Linked DNA regions of Hordeum vulgare: region 1 is linked to region 2. Evidence: chromatin contacts called from public Hi-C data. All regions are on one chromosome and are shown on one strand. The core of a region is the stretch at or near the end of the contact, and the rest is flanking DNA. Distances in the headings are between cores, read along the strand shown. Region 1 has its middle 120 kb from the start of LOC123426970. Region 2 has its middle 60 kb from the start of LOC123426969.

The links. Hi-C and Micro-C count contacts between places; a contact is called where the count stands out from the background.
Region 1: a Hi-C map of seedling shows a contact between it and region 2, with 2.0 times the contacts expected there. The contact joins two enhancer-like sites. A contact is called at or near these places in 3 of 6 Hi-C or Micro-C datasets (leaf and seedling).

The regions. Positions count from the first base shown.
Region 1 is chr2H:520,346,130-520,349,500 of MorexV3_pseudomolecules_assembly, reverse strand. No RefSeq gene overlaps it. Among protein-coding and RNA genes, the nearest start is that of LOC123426970, 120 kb to the left of the region's middle. Within about 2 kb of position 1,775, at least 3 of the 3 cell types and tissues checked have open chromatin away from gene starts, as enhancers often do. A contact at or near this core is called in leaf and seedling, where this site is marked.
Region 2 is chr2H:519,974,076-519,977,401 of MorexV3_pseudomolecules_assembly, reverse strand. No RefSeq gene overlaps it. Among protein-coding and RNA genes, the nearest start is that of LOC123426969, 60 kb to the right of the region's middle. Within about 2 kb of position 1,476, at least 3 of the 3 cell types and tissues checked have open chromatin away from gene starts, as enhancers often do. A contact at or near this core is called in leaf and seedling, where this site is marked.

The DNA.
Region 1 (3,371 bases), core at 526-3,025, 370 kb before region 2:
AAAATAACATCTGTAAAAAAAGCGTAACAAAAATAAACTGCTTCCATGTTAGGCCGGCTTTATGGCCATTCATCCCTTGCCCCGATCTGTTCCTAACGCGCTTGCACTGCACAATGGGACCTCCTATAAACTGCTCTCTGCGGCAAGGAGTCACCGTTTCGCACAGGCTTGTTTACGACTGGGCCGGCCCATAAAGACAACCATCGATATTTGACGTATATGGTAGCTCAAAAAGGTATTGCAACTGCAGGGATTCGAACGCAGGGTCGAATGCTTATCACGAAGTATTACTACCACATGAGCTAGGACTTATATCTTCTCAAAATCGGAGCATCAGTTTCAAAGAACAAACACACCGTGCAGATCCGAGTTAGTTAAAAAAATTCGAACTATTTTTTTTCCAAAAGATGGAATGCTCGGTGAAATGCAAATAATTTTTTCGAATTGTGAACATTTTCTGAAACAATAATATTTTCGAAATTAGGAACATTTTTTGTAAATCGTGAACATTTTTTTGGAAGAGGGAACATATTTCCCAAAATTCTAGAATATAATTTGGAACCCTGAAAAATTAGGAAACTCGTGAAAAAATTTGAAAACACAAACATCTTTTGAAACTCCTGAATAAATTTTGAAACATGAACAATTTGTAAAACGGAGAACAAATTTGAAAGCACGAACAGTTTTTGAATCTTGAGAACAAATTGTGAAACCGAAAACAATTTTCAAAAATCGTGCAGAAAATTCTTTGGAAGCACGGACATTTTTTGAATCTTGAGAACAGAACTTTCAAAAGGAGAACAATTTTGAAAAACCCCAAACAAATTTTGAAGCGTGAAACAAATTAAAGCACATACAGTTTTGAATATTGAGAACTAATTTTGAAACCAAAAATAATTTTGAAAAATAGTTTCAAATTATGAAATGGAGAAACAATTTTGAAAAAACCCGAACAAATTTGGAAACCCGAGTTTTTTAAAGCAAGATCATTTTTTGAATCTTGAGAAGAAATTTTGAAACAGAGTCAATTTTGAAAAATCACGCGCAAATTTGGAAGAACGGACAATTTTTTAAAGCAAGAATTTTTTTTGAATCTTGATAATATCATTTTGAAATGGAGACCAATTTTGAAAAAACCTGAACAAATTTGAAAGCGTGAACAATTTTGAACATTTTTTAAAACGGAGAGCAGATTTGAAAGCGCGAACAAATTGTTAAAGCACGGACATTTTTTAAATCTTGAGAATAAAATTTGAAACTGAGAACAATTTTGATAAATTATGAACAAATTTGGAAACGCAACTATTTTTTTATACATTTTCAAATATTTTTAAATAGAGAACAAACTCTTAAATCATGAACATTTTTCAAATATTTTACGATTTTGAAGAATAATTTTTGAGAATTATAGTTAATTTTCTAAAATTCATTTTTTAGGGAAATCTAGAACAGTTTTTAAAATTCCAAAACATTGAAAAAAAGAAAGAACATTTTTATAATTTAAAGAAACTTTTTTAAAATCTTGAACATTTTTAAAAATCGAGAACATTTTCTGAATCGGAAAAAAGAAAAGAAAAACGAAAATATATAAAAAAAAATAACGATTCAGGGAACCTTCTTCCCAAAACCTCAAAAAGAGGGTTTGGAACCTCTGGAAGATTTGCAAACCGGCGCTGCAACCCCGCTTAATGGGCCAGCCCACACCCCTCCCGCTGTGTGCGAAGCCCGAGACCGCTTCGCACAGAGCGGCGAATAGGGCTTTCCCTGCATAATGGCATTTCTGCCCTTCCGCGATACTATGCTGCAGCTCGCTGTCTCGAGAGACCTTCCTACTACGGCGGGGTCGGCCAAGCCCAAAAAGTCCGCGTCCGACCGCGACCAGATTCAGTCTTGGTGCTGCTCATGCTACGGAACGGAACAGACCGTCACAACGTACATGCTGTACTGGACGACCATTCCTCCCTCCCTCCCTCCCTCCCTCCCTCGTGATCACTACAGAAGAAGTGGTCCGCGTGCAGCCGATGCAAGACCAAATCCTCGACGCGATATTTTCCAGCACAAAAAGCCTATATACACACAGGAGTAAACCGCCTGCTGCAGCCTGCAGGCATGGATGCCCACACGTCCACGTGCGGGTGGATCATGGATGGATCCAGTCCGAGATATCGTATCGTCAGGGTCAGGCGACCTTACTACCAGCACAGCACAGCACACAGTAGGTTTTACTGCACCGCACGAGGACGAGGCAGCCACACACACACACACACACACCATCCAATGGGGGCAACTATGCAAGCACACGTGAACTTGTTGCGCCCGCACAGTGCTTCCATTTCGCACTGTGCGTCCTCGTCCGCCCGTACCGTACGTGCGTCCATGCCCACTGGCGCGGCCTCGTCATGAGCGAGCGAGGAATCAATCCGGTCACTGTGCAGGGCTCGCTGCATGCAGGACGACTGCGTACGTGACCAGAACGCTCGCAGTTACGTGTGCATGCGCCGCGCGGCTCACCTACAGTGGACCACCCGAATGCATGCATCAATGCCGCTGGCTGCGTATGATATGTATGCGGGCCTCTGGCTCACCCAGCCTAGCCATAGCCAGCTACGTCCACCGACGACGGCGTCCACCAGCAGCGAGTAAAGCCGTCGCCGTCGGCGACGCGGCCAGGACGCGTACGCGCGTGCGGCTCGAGGTTGGTGGTGCGCGCGCGCGGCGCGGCCGACCGGCGCGGTGGGTTCGACCACGATGCAAATATGCGCGGCCTCGCGGCTAGCCTTGGTCAAAAAAGCAGCACAAAGGAGACGCAGTCCACGGGGGAAACGCATATGCACGATCGAGCTACCTGGTCTAAACTCTAAACAAACAAGGTTGATCATCATTGCAGATAAAGGCCATGGTGATCGATCCATCGGCTGCGGCCAAAGGTTCCGCGCAGGTGACCACGTAGTACTTGCTACGCATACAATAGCCATTAGTCAATCCTCACATGCATGACCGAAAGTGCGCGTGCGGGTGGAGATCGATCGAGAGATCGATGATGCCATTTTGCGGCGCCGTCTAGTGATCACCGGCCTGATCATATAAAGATTGCCGTGCGCTAGCCGGGGCCTGGATTTACTCGGTGTATGTACGTGCACGCGCGCCTGATTACTTTTGTGTCTTCAGTTCCTACGAATGTCCAACAAGGAATGGGACAACGCTGGTAGAGTGCATCTGTGCATGTGCCCGGCTGATTGTTTAACTTGACCTTGGCCGCGGCAACCAAGGTTTTGGTGGTTTGGACCGACCAGAATCTGCTAAACCACAGGCAATTGATCGATCCATCAGTGGTAACACAGCTGGAGACCGGTCAATGGCCCGAGCGGGAT
Region 2 (3,326 bases), core at 227-2,726:
CCGTGGGGCGCTACGAGGCGCCCACGTGGAGCACCTTTAGACCCGGCTTGTAAAAGGGGCGGGACTAACTAAAGCCCCTTACGGGCCGGGGCTAAAGGCCCCGTTCCCATTAGTGTAGATTTTTCATTATTGTGTTGCTCGTTTCGAGATTGATTGGGATGTTTGTTACTTTTTGTTAACAAAGTGGCTACATGCATCGTATTGATGCACAGGCCAAAGAGAATCTTCCTTTTCTAGTAAAAAAATCTTCTTTAATCCTCTTCAATTCCTTTGTCAAGGGTACCAATGCCATGTTGACAGTCCTTTGTTGCAAAGGAGCTTGGATCTTCGAACCAATAATTAATGACTCCTCGCACGGTTGCGGCACACCCAAGGTGGAGCGCGCAGCAATGCGTGCGGCACACCTTGATCCCACGTTTCAATGGATTGGAAGGCGCGGTGGTGGCCGGCCGGACACGTTCCCCGTTCTCATGGTCACGGAGTAGTACTACACAAAGTCAGGAGGGGAACCGAACCGTGGAAGACCTTCGACTAGCCGTCTCTCTCAACGCTTCGGGTGCTGTGGTTTCGGGACGAGAGATAGAGAGAGAGACCGAGCAGATAAATGAAACGAAATCGTGGGTGGAGTGGAGAGGGGCGGATCGATGAGTGAGTGAGTGAGTGAGTGAATGAGGGCGACATGAATGCGGCCCTCGTGCGGGTGCGGCGAGCCATGATGGTGGTGGTGGTCAGTCAAAGGGCCACCCGTGCGGCTGGCTGGACCGAGTAGGAGGAGGACGAGTAGGCCTGGCCTGCCACCGCGCGCACGGGGAATCGTACTCTGCAGGTGCGAATCCCAACCAATCAGGCACCACAGTCACACACGTACGCACGCACGCACACGAGCGCCCTCGCCTACTCTCTCTCTCTTCATCAGACTGCTTGCGCAGCGCAGGGTGGAGGTGAGAGTTGGTCAGAGGACAGAGGACGCCCCCGTGCCGTCTCGAGTGGCGCGACGGGCACGGCCCCCCGGGGAGCACTGCGCCACAGTGCCTGCCTGCCTGCCTGCCTGCCTGCCCGTGAGGTGATAGAAAATTGAATCAGCCGGACGTCTACTCGCGCATGCGGCTCAGCATGGGCTGATTGGATTTGCCTCCCGCCTTTCTCCGGTCCGGTCGATCGTCAAGCCGAATGTACAGAAACCGCTTTTCCTGTTTTCAGGAAAAAGGCACTCGAGGACAAGCCCGTAGTGCCTGTACTAGCACTGCTCAAATCTCGCCCTTGTCACCCTTGTCTGTCTGGGGATGAAGACGACCATCAGACGTGAAACCCCTTCCTCGACACGGTTAATCATCGCTAATAATCCCTGCTGCTGCTGCTGCTGCTGCTGCTGACCAGCTAATGGTGAGACGACAAGGAAGGACGATTAACTCAGCCGCACGGCTCCAAATCTGGTGGTGGTGGATGTGCCAAGGGCAGCCCCACCGCCACAAATCCACAGGAAGATACGGGGCGGGGCAAAGGGACAAGTGGGCGCGCACGGGCTGAGGCATCTCCATCGGCTCGGCTCGGGCCGGAGAATAAACGACACGCGCCTACGTACCGCCCCCCTGCCACCTTTGGTCAAAGCTGCCGTAGCCCCCACATGCACTCTCGGACGTAAAAAAATCTCGGACGGACAGACGACGATGAGGAGGAGATGGCCATCATCCATTCCATGCTTTACCAACATCAACATGATCCCTGCGAATCGAAGGCATGGTGGGGGCGACGACCAGGACCTCCTAAAAAAGATTGGCATGCATCGATAACACTCCATAATAGCTTTGCGTATGTCAACAGATTAATTAGCGCCTGGATGTGTAGTACCTGGAAAGTTGCAGGAATATGCAACAGAGCACCCATATATACCCGGTGTGCGATCGTGAAGGCCGGATAGGTATGCTTATAATTACTGGGAAATTAGGCCAGCCGCCAGAAAAGTGGGGAATAACAGCGCAAGCCGCATTGCATATATAGTTTTGTGAATATATCAATCAGAAAAGGGCATCTGATCAGGCTACTTGATTTAGACGACAAAACATCAAGAGGTCCCGTGCCTACTGTCTAGTCATCTAATCTAGTGTTTATTCCTAGCTCAATCGTAATTCTGAAGCAATTAGAAGCGGGGTAGCAAATCAAGATGCCATTGACTTGCAATCATGTACAAATTGGTTGTCATTTTTTATGTTTTGTTACGAATATGTTTGTAATTTGCGATGGATTTTTGTTGTTACTATGGTTGTTTTGTGTTAGCGCCCCTAGCACTCCCAGCCGCGGCGACTATATGAACCAAGTGGGCCCAGCTATCAGAGACTCGTCACCCTCGTCTTCGGCACAACGGCCCATGAGAAATCGTAAGCCCAACTCACGCATCACTGGACGGGCGTGGACGCGGTGAAGCCCGACCACCTCCTCCATTACTTAAGACAGGGTGGAACGGATGACAGGTATCTAGAGGATCAACGACCCGGCTGCGCCTCCGAAACATATCCCTCTTTTCCCTTTTTGTTCGTCATTTGTGTATCTTCCTATAATCGAATTTGTTGAATCAAGCTACTGTGAGTGATAATCTCGAATCCCATCATACATCCTCTTACCAGCTATAACTACCTAATGAAACACTACTACATACGCAGACTGAGAAGAGCTTGCACATGTAATTGGGAGGTCGTTTTTAATCATTGTTGTAGAGACGCTAAATGAGGCTTCTCTTGAGTTGGCTACAGTTTGCCTCTTAAATAAATTTTGTTGTAGTATTTGGGACGATGAGCCCCTTCATTTTCTTTTAAATTATGTTATGAACGATGTAACTAGGGAGCACCTATGTATCAGTTACCAGATTTCTGTTGTTCTTTCAGTCTCTTCTTTTCTGAGATGAACATCCAAAAAAATCTGTACTCAATAGGGAGGATTCCCACACATGAATATATTGTTCAAAAAACTGTCAAAGCCAGGAGTCATCCCTTGAGTTTTGATCAATTTATAAGAAAAACCGGATCGAAAACCTAAATACTAGAGTTTAGATTGATAGGTATTTCTGCAAATGACCGTAGCAAGCATGCAACTAGGTAGCTCCACCCTATTACTCCCTTCGTTCCAAAATATAAGACCTTTTAGGGATTACACTAGGAGACTACATACGGAGCAAAATGAGTGAATCTATACTTTAAAATATGTCTATGTACATCCGTATGTAGTTTGTAATGCAATCTCTAAAAGGTCTTATATTTAGGAACGGAGGGAGTACTTACCAGCGTGTATAACTTGGCTCTTAGCCCAGCAAGGAAAATAGCACTTGGGTTTTA